3 separate regions of the Sus scrofa genome follow, and regions 1 and 2 are each linked to region 3. A link is a contact called in public HiChIP or PLAC-seq and promoter capture Hi-C data. All regions are on one chromosome and are shown on one strand. The core of a region is the stretch at or near the end of the contact, and the rest is flanking DNA. Distances in the headings are between cores, read along the strand shown.

Region 1 (2,700 bases), core at 21-2,520, 750 kb after region 3:
GGCTGCCAAATCCTAAATCTTGCACCAGGCTACCCACATTCTCAATTTTTTTTCCCCAACAATAACGGGCAATAATAACACACGCGGTCAAAAGCCGATTGTTAGCCCACGCTGCCTTCGCTCCAACAGTGAAAAGTGAGCTGACCGCCAGCACTTTTGTGGACACTCAACCTCCGCTACTAAGGGTTATACTCCTTCGCACAGCGAAGGCCCCTCCTAAATGCTTTCTGTGGACAGTGTAAGATTTAGGGACAGATGATTCAGTTCCCGCGTTAATAATGTCCCCCCAAACACGCAGCTGGTATTTAAGGCCTGCTGAAGAAAGGCAATGCTGAAGGAGTAGGGTATTGCGTTTCCTTTTGTGCTCGCTGCGTGCCCGGATAAAACACCGTACGAGCACTAAGCAGAAGCAGACCGTTTTTTCTTAATACAATGTTCCGAGCCAAATACCAGGATCTAAGGCCAGAAATGGGAAAGCAGCTTACTCCAAGCCAGCAAGACTGGCCCAACAAGGCGGGACGAAAGCCACGCCCCAATGACATCATATGGCCCCTGCCTCCGGGGCGCCTTCCGCCGGCGTGTCTTAGTCCCTGGACTGGCTCTGCCTCGTCCCACCCCCGGTGACGTCACTAAGCCTCAACTCTAGTATCTCTGCTGCAGTGATTTTCATCGCCGGGCGCGGTGGCGCGCGCCTGTAGTCCCAGCTACTCGGGAGGCTGAGGCTGGAGGATCGCTTGAGCCCAGGAGTTCTGGGCTGCAGTGCGCTATGCCGATCGGGTGTCCGCACTAAGTTCGGCATCAATATGGTGACCCTCCGGGAGCGGGGGACCACCAGGTTGCCTAAGGAGGGGTGAACCGGCCCAGGTCGGAAACGGAGCAGGTCAAAACTCCCGTGCTGATCAGTAGTGGGATCGCGCCTGTGAATAGCCACTGTACTCCAGCCTGGGCAACATAGCGAGACCCCGTCTCTTTTGGAAACTTTTGGATTTCTAAAGTCCTATATTCTCATAAACAATCTTTGTTTGCCTTTTTCCAAACATTTTACATTTTTATACGTTTTACCTATTCATCAGTTCACTAATGCGTTCAATAGACGAACTGTAACTGGTGTTCATTACTGGCTCTATCATCTCACTATTTTACGTTTCTCTCCTATTTTATGTCGCCTTTACAGTTAAAAATTCACCAGGTAACTTAGGATACTCGAGGAATTGTAGCCGCCTCATCGCTGACCCCTGCCGGAACATGGTCAAAATGCCTCTGCGGAAAGCTGTTATCACCCTCAGAGCCAGCAGGGGATGCTCGTTTTCGCACGACCTGTTGGAGAAAATGGCTGTCCGGTACCATCGCAAAAAAGGCACCTCCGAGTCCCGATTCCAAAGTTCTTCCCGCAGGGGTCCAGTTTGCGACTATTGCTACCGCAGCTTCGCTTGCCTGACTCGGCCTTCCCTGTCCACCTCCCGCCACGGGGATACCTTCATTCACCACTGTCCTGTTCTTTTTACTTTTAAATGTTGCAGGTGGAAAATCTGGCTTTCATCGTATACTTTACTCTGCCGGTTTACAGATAGGGCTGGCTCCCCTACCCCCATGCCGGGGAACCCGTATACTCCCCCCTTGTAAGGGAAAAAGCAACCTAAGAAAAGCCCGGACGTCCCTGTGATAGCTGAGGGGATCTGCAGTGTGGCCTAATCCTATCACCCTGTCTCTCCCCTTAATTCTCAGACTGCCAGAAGCTAACCTTAGAGAAGGAATTGAAAGGCCCTCGGTGGGGCTGCGTCCCAACATCTCAGTGCCATCCACTGAGCTTCGTAGAGCAAGTATTGCATCTTTGCTGTTTTTTAAAAGAAAGAAGGGAATAAGTATGAAAGAAGAGAATCTTTCCAGTTGTCAGAAGTTTTTGGTAGTCTGTGATCGTAATTTTATCTTATAAAAGAACTATCTTAGAGTGTTCCCTTTTAAATTGAGGCATTTTAGGGGCAGTGGAAATGAACTGATCAAGTTTTCACATCAGTCTTAATATAAATCCGATAATCTATAGGGAATTTAAAGACTAAACACAGATTTTTCACACCTTCTAAAATGAAGAGGAGAGGGGACAGTGTAGCAAGCTTTTCATAAAGCTAATTGTACTTAATTTTCTTTAAGTGATTCATTTCACTTGAACAAACATAACTATCAGGAAAAGCCCTTCTTGAGTTGAACAGAATTCTGCTGCCTTTTGCTTCTGGGTCTGCACTCTGCAGCTATGTGGAATAAGTCTTATTCCAATTATTCAGGACAACTTTTTAAGAATTTAAAAGTCACCTCCAAATGAATGCATTTTCATTAAATATTACTATACGGAGATGCTTTTTTGCTTTTTAAATCTTTATCCCATTTCATAAAAAAGAAATTGGAAGCAAAATACTTTTGACATGTCTCATTTGTTTTTCACTAAATAGATCCCTGAATTTGATGCAGAATGTAATTACAAGGATTCTTCTAAGAGGAAGGCAAGAGGGTCAGAGTCAGAGAAGATGTGGCCTGGAAGCAGAGATTGGCATCATTCAGAGTCACCAGCCAAGGAATGCAGACAGCCTCTGAAAGCTGGAAAAGGCAAGGAAACAGACTGGCCCCCAAAGCCTCCAGAACAAATGCAACCCTGCTGATCTACTAGGGACTTCTGACGTTCAGAGCTGCAAGGTAATACATCTGTCT
Region 2 (2,731 bases), core at 1-2,500, 830 kb after region 3:
GTAGAAGGAACACTTGGTACAACAAATGGCCTTCCTCGCTAAAATTTTCTAAGCCTGAAATTTCTTCCTTAGCACTGCCTGTGTCTTTACAACTTATCAAAATTTGTAGGGTGGGTAAAAGCAGTACTTAGAAATTTATAGCATTGCGTGCCTATGTTAGAAAAAAAAGAAAGATCTAAAATCAACCATCTAAGTTTCCATCTTAGGAAATAAGAAAAAGAGGAGCGAATTAAATCCAAAATAAGCGGAAGGAAAAAAATAATGAGATGATGAAAAGAAAGAAACCAATGAAACTGAAAGCAGGAAATCAACAGAGAAAAACTGATAAAACCAAAAGCTGGTTCTTCAAATAGTGAAATCAATAAACCTCTAGCCAGGCTAAGAAGAAAAGACACAAATTACTGATATCAGAAATGAAACAGAACATCACTACATATATCATGGACATTAAAAGTATTATAAATATTATGAAGAACTCTGTGCCTGCATATTTGATAAACTAGATGCAATGGTCTGATTCCCTCAAAGACACAATCTGCCAAAATTCCTAAGAAAAAAATAGATAACCTGAATAAGCCCATATCTATTAAAGAAATTGAATCAATAATAACCTTCTAAAACAAAGCAGGAAGCCCAGATGAGTCCACTGGTAAAATTCTAACAAACATTTAAGGAAGAAACCATACCAGTTTTCTACAATCTCTTTTAGAAGACACAAGCAAAGAGAATACTTCTTACTCATTCTGAGGCCAATATTACTCTAATCCCCAAACCAGACAGATATATCACAAGAAAACAACAGACCAATATTTCTTATGAACATAGATGCAAAATCTTCAAAGTATTATCAAATCAAAAAAATTAAAAAAGAAACACTATAACCAAATGGGACTCATTCCAGGTATGCAAGGCTGATTTAGTGTTCAAAAATCAACCAGTGTAATCCATCATATCAACAAGCTAAAGAAGAAAAATCACATGATCATATTAACAGATGCAGAAAAAGCATCTATTAATGCTTTTAAGAGTTCCTGATGTGGCTCAGCAGTAATGAACCTGACTAGTATCCATGAAGACATGGGTTTCCTCCCTGGCCCTGCTCAGTGAGTTAAGGATCTGGCATTGCCATGAGCTACGGTATAGGTCACAGATGTGGCTCAGATCCTGCACTGCTGTGGTTGTGGCAGTAGACCAGCAGCTGCAGCTTTGATTCAACCCCTGGCCTGGGAACTTCCATATGCCACAGGTGCAGCCCTTAAAAAAAAAGACAAAGAAAGAAAAAGCATTTAATAACATCCAACACCTATTCATGATTAAAAAACAAACCTCTTGGCAAACTAGGAATATAGAGGAACTTCCTTAACTTCGTAAGGAACATCTACAAAAAATGTACAATTACTACTATTCTTAATGATGAGAAACTAGAGGAATAAGGAAAGGACATCCCCTCCCACCACTACCTTTCAACAGCCTACTGGATGTCTTCGCTTATGCAGTAAGACAAAAAGGGGGAAAAGGTTGGGAAGGAAGAAATCAAGTGCCTTTGTTCATAGATGGCATGATTATGTAGAAAATTATAAAAAATTACTGTAGTACATTCAGACAATAGAATATTATTCAGTGTTGAAAAGAAATAAGGCATCTTTTGAAGCCATGAAAAGACATGTAGGGAACTTAAATGCATATTACCAGTGAAATAAGCCAATCTGAAAAGGGCACATATGATATAATTCTAATTATATAACATGGAAAAGGCAAACTATGAAGACAGTAAAATATCCATGGTTGCCAAGGGTGAGGTCAGAGGGAGAAAGGACCAGGCAGAGCAAAGCAGGATTTTGAGGGCAGTGAAAATATTACGTATGATGCTATAAAGGTGGATACATATCACTATACAATTGTCTAAACCCATTAAATGTACACCACCAAGAGTGAGCCTTAATGTAAACTATGGACTTCAGGCGTGTCTAAGCTCAGGAAGCTATAATGAAATACCATGGACCTGGTGGCTTAAACAACAGACATTTCACAGTTCTGGAGGCTGGGAAGTCCGAGATCAAGGTGCTGACAGCTTTGGTTCTTAGTGAGGGCCCTCTTCTGGCTTTGCAGGTGGCTGCCTTCTCACTGCATCTCCATAGGGTGGGAAGAGAGAGCATGTGCAAGCTCTGGTCTCTTCCCTTCCTCGGAGGACACTAATCCCATCATGGGATCTTCACCCTCAAGACCTCATCTAAACCTAATTACCTTTTCAAATATCCCACCTCCAGAAAATTTCACATTGGGGGTCTTTTTGGGTTTCAACATATGAATTTTGTGGGGATACAAATATTCAGTCCATTGCATGGGTAGAAGAAATGTTCTTGCTATACCCACATGGTGGACCATACAGTAACTTCATCAAACAGGAAATTCCAACAGACTCACATTAATACAATGGAAAAAAAGGTGGGAAGGGGTATTATTTGCTTCTAAAACCGATTCTTTTCCTTTGAAATATTCTAAAGTCAAAATTTTAATTTTTTTTTTCTTTTTAGGGCCACACCCGTGGCCTATGGACGTTCCCAAGCTAGGGGTCGAATCAGAACTGAAGCTGCCGGCCACAGCCACAGCCATGGCCACGCCAGATCTGAGTCATGTCTGCGACCTAAACCATAGCTCACCACAACACAGATCCTTAACCCACTGAGCAAGGCCAGGAACGAACCTGCGTCCTCATGGATACTAGTCAGAT
Region 3 (2,700 bases), core at 107-2,606:
ATTAAGGCTCTTAGGCTTCTAGGGAACGAGATGTTAGCCCCTGTAAATTTTCCTAATCGTTGTAAAGTTAACACAAGGAAACAAAAAGCTGATTCACTTTCAGTGATTATAAATCAACAAAGGAACAACTGTCCAGGATTTCTGAATATGAGATAGATGCAACACTTGCAAAGCCTCCAACCAAGCGTCCAACGCTAGACACCAATGATGCTGAAGGGTTACGGCTTGTTTTTGAGCTACAGAGCAGGACATAAATCTGGCCATGTACGTTTCAGAGGCTCAACCAAACGACATCAATCAGGCAACTCAGCAACACTTGGGCAAGAACAAGGGAACAGCAACAACTACAACATTTAGAGAAAAAAAAAAGTAACTTTCTGGGAACTGCCAGTGTTGGTATACCTTCAATGGTAAGCCTCACTTCCCAAGTGCCAAGGCCATACTGACTCCTGTGTTCCTAGCTGATTTTTTTTTTTTTTTTTGAAACCTTGAAGGAATATATTCCTGACTGGTTTAATGTTCTTCATTACATCAAGCTACAAAACTAAGAAAATCATTTTCTCTGGAGCACCTTCCCAGAGTTATCTGAGAAGCTGTCTTCTGGGTTTATAGTTCTCAGTTTGGCTCAAAGAAAACTATTCTCTACTCGTATTGTAGAATAATTGTTATTTCCATGACAACTCTAAGAAGAAATAATGTGGCTAGGAAGTAAGGACAGTCATAATTAAATTATGCTAACATCAAAATTGTCTTAAATAGGAAACAGTAGAAATCACATTTGGCTTTTTCCTCCGTTTTCTCATCAGAAAGATGCACTCCCTGGCACTCAGGAGACAGATTCATATCTGTTTAATTAGTGTTGGACGGCCTAATGCTTTCGCAAAATCAGGGATCTAGATTATTTTTTGGTGCGGCGCTAAGCTAAGGGTGGTGTCCCTTCAACTCTACTGGCGTTCTGTGTGAACACGGACCTGAATTCACCAGCCCAAAAAACTCTAAGAGGGGCGTCCTCTGCCGTGGAGGAGGACAGGAATGCGGCTGTCCCGCGCCACCCGCTCCCTCAGGGTCCGGGAAGAAAAATCTGTGGGTAAAAAGGGGCTCCGTTGCAGGAGCGCGCCACGGCCTCCGGCGCTCAGTCTGGCAGGCTTTGTCCTCAGACCTCTAGTGCCCGAGGTACCCGCTTCTCGCCGAGGGGGAAGTGAAGGTGGCTGCAGCTACAGGGCCGGCCCGCTAGCGGAGAGTTCGGCCAGCGGTTCTGTAGCGCCACCGCTCCCAGGAGCTGGAGTGGGGGTAGGGCAGCGGCGCTCGCGCCGCGTCGAGTTTCCCAGAATTCCCAGCGGCCGCGGGGAAAGTTTACAGGACGTAGGCGGCGGCGGCGGCGGCGGCGGCAGCAGCCGTAGCGGTTACTAGGCGGCCCGCGGCGGACCATGGCCCTGGCCGGGCGTCCCTGGCCTCTCCTCTCGGAGTACTCGGGCAGCGTCGGGGAGCGGGCAGACTTCCGGGAAGGAACTGAGAAGCGACTGAGCGGCGGTCGGCGCGCGTAGCGCCCCGAACATGCGGCAGTACCTGTGGGCGACCCGGGGCTGCAGAGAGGAGGAGGAGGAGGAGGAGGAGGCGGAGGCGACGGCGGCTGCTCCGGAGGGAAGGAGGCGGCGGCGCCGACGGAGGTGGCGGCGGGGAATCCCGGCGCCGGGCGCGGAGCCTTAGGGAGGCTTCTTGGCGTGGCCTGAGGCCTTGTGGACAAGGATGCTGTCCCGAAAGAAAACCAAAAATGAAGTGTCCAAGCCGGCCGAGGTGCAGGGGAAGTACGTGAAGAAGGAGACGTCGCCTCTGCTGCGGAGTGAGTGTCGGGCGGGGCGCGCCCACACCTGGCCGGGGTGCCCACGGGGACCCGGGCAGAGTGCCTGCCGCCTCTCTCCGCGGCTTCTTTTCCTCCTTGGTATCTGTGAAATACTCGTTTTTAAAATTTTCTTGTGCTTAAAGTGGTGTTGGTTGTATGAAAGCTGATGAAGAGTAAGAAACTTATATTCGTCCACCTCCGACCCCCTCCCCCCCAAATAACCACAGACTTCTCTGTCTACTTTCGTCAGTGTTGTTGGTTTTGATTAACTGGAAGAAAGAGGCTCTTTGGGAAACACTTAAATTGCTTATCCCCTGGGCTTATAGGAATTAAAGTGATTAGACTGGGGCACACTTTTTCTTCTAGTTACGTCGAGATTTGCTGTATGTTTGCAAACATTGCGGATGTCACTAGCCCGTTCTGCAAATTGGGCGAACTCTCGGGTAGAATTCCTTAGCCCAGCTGTTGGGTGCAGACTTAAGGAGATGAAAGGTGATCATTGCTATTGTAGCCGCTACCTAAAGCCTCATCAATCGTAGATCTTAGCGAAGAGGAGCCAAAATATGTATTTGGCTGTGTTCGTGAGAATTGCTTCAAATACCAGCTCCCCCGCCGCCGAGAATCAAAAAGGCAAAGTACTCAAAATAATTTCATATTTTACAGGAAGTTACCAAAAACTTTTTTTTTTTTTAACTCTAATAGAATGCATTTTTCTCCCACCCTACCCTGGCACTTTTCTTCTCTTCACTTTAAGTATTTGATTCTAATTTTCCAGCTGAATCTATTGAATTTTTAATTTTCGTGTGTTCAGAACATCTGTGAGGTAAGGAGCTAATTTGTTGGTGCTCATTCTACAGGCT

What was found. Promoter capture Hi-C pulls out the DNA fragments that hold promoters and counts their contacts. HiChIP or PLAC-seq counts read pairs in DNA pulled down with a chosen protein or histone mark.
Region 1: a promoter capture Hi-C map of fetal liver shows a contact between it and region 3, with 4 times the contacts expected there. The contact joins the enhancer-like site here to the promoter of SAV1 in region 3. A contact is called at or near these places in 2 of 5 promoter capture datasets (fetal liver and liver), 5 of 47 Hi-C or Micro-C datasets (embryonic fibroblasts, fibroblasts, heart right ventricle and 2 more) and 1 of 2 datasets of contacts at active chromatin or transcription factors (skeletal muscle).
Region 2: an H3K27ac HiChIP or PLAC-seq map of alveolar macrophages shows a contact between it and region 3. The contact joins the promoter of KLHDC2 here to the promoter of SAV1 in region 3. A contact is called at or near these places in 1 of 47 Hi-C or Micro-C datasets (heart right ventricle) and 1 of 2 datasets of contacts at active chromatin or transcription factors (alveolar macrophages).

The regions. Positions count from the first base shown.
Region 1 is chr1:179,684,666-179,687,365 of Sscrofa11.1, reverse strand. No RefSeq gene overlaps it. Among named protein-coding and RNA genes, the nearest start is that of NEMF, 15 kb to the right of the region's middle. Within about 2 kb of position 1,270, at least 54 of the 83 cell types and tissues checked have an H3K27ac peak or open chromatin away from gene starts, as enhancers often do. A contact at or near this core is called in embryonic fibroblasts, fetal liver, liver and 1 more, where this site is marked.
Region 2 is chr1:179,607,545-179,610,275 of Sscrofa11.1, reverse strand. It overlaps KLHDC2 (kelch domain-containing protein 2), which reads right to left and starts at 1,250. Exons shown (of 13, transcript XM_001925208.7): 1 at 1-1,250.
Region 3 is chr1:180,433,114-180,435,813 of Sscrofa11.1, reverse strand. SAV1 (protein salvador homolog 1) reads left to right here and starts at 1,356. Exons shown (of 5, transcript XM_001927720.7): 1 at 1,356-1,840. The coding sequence starts at 1,747.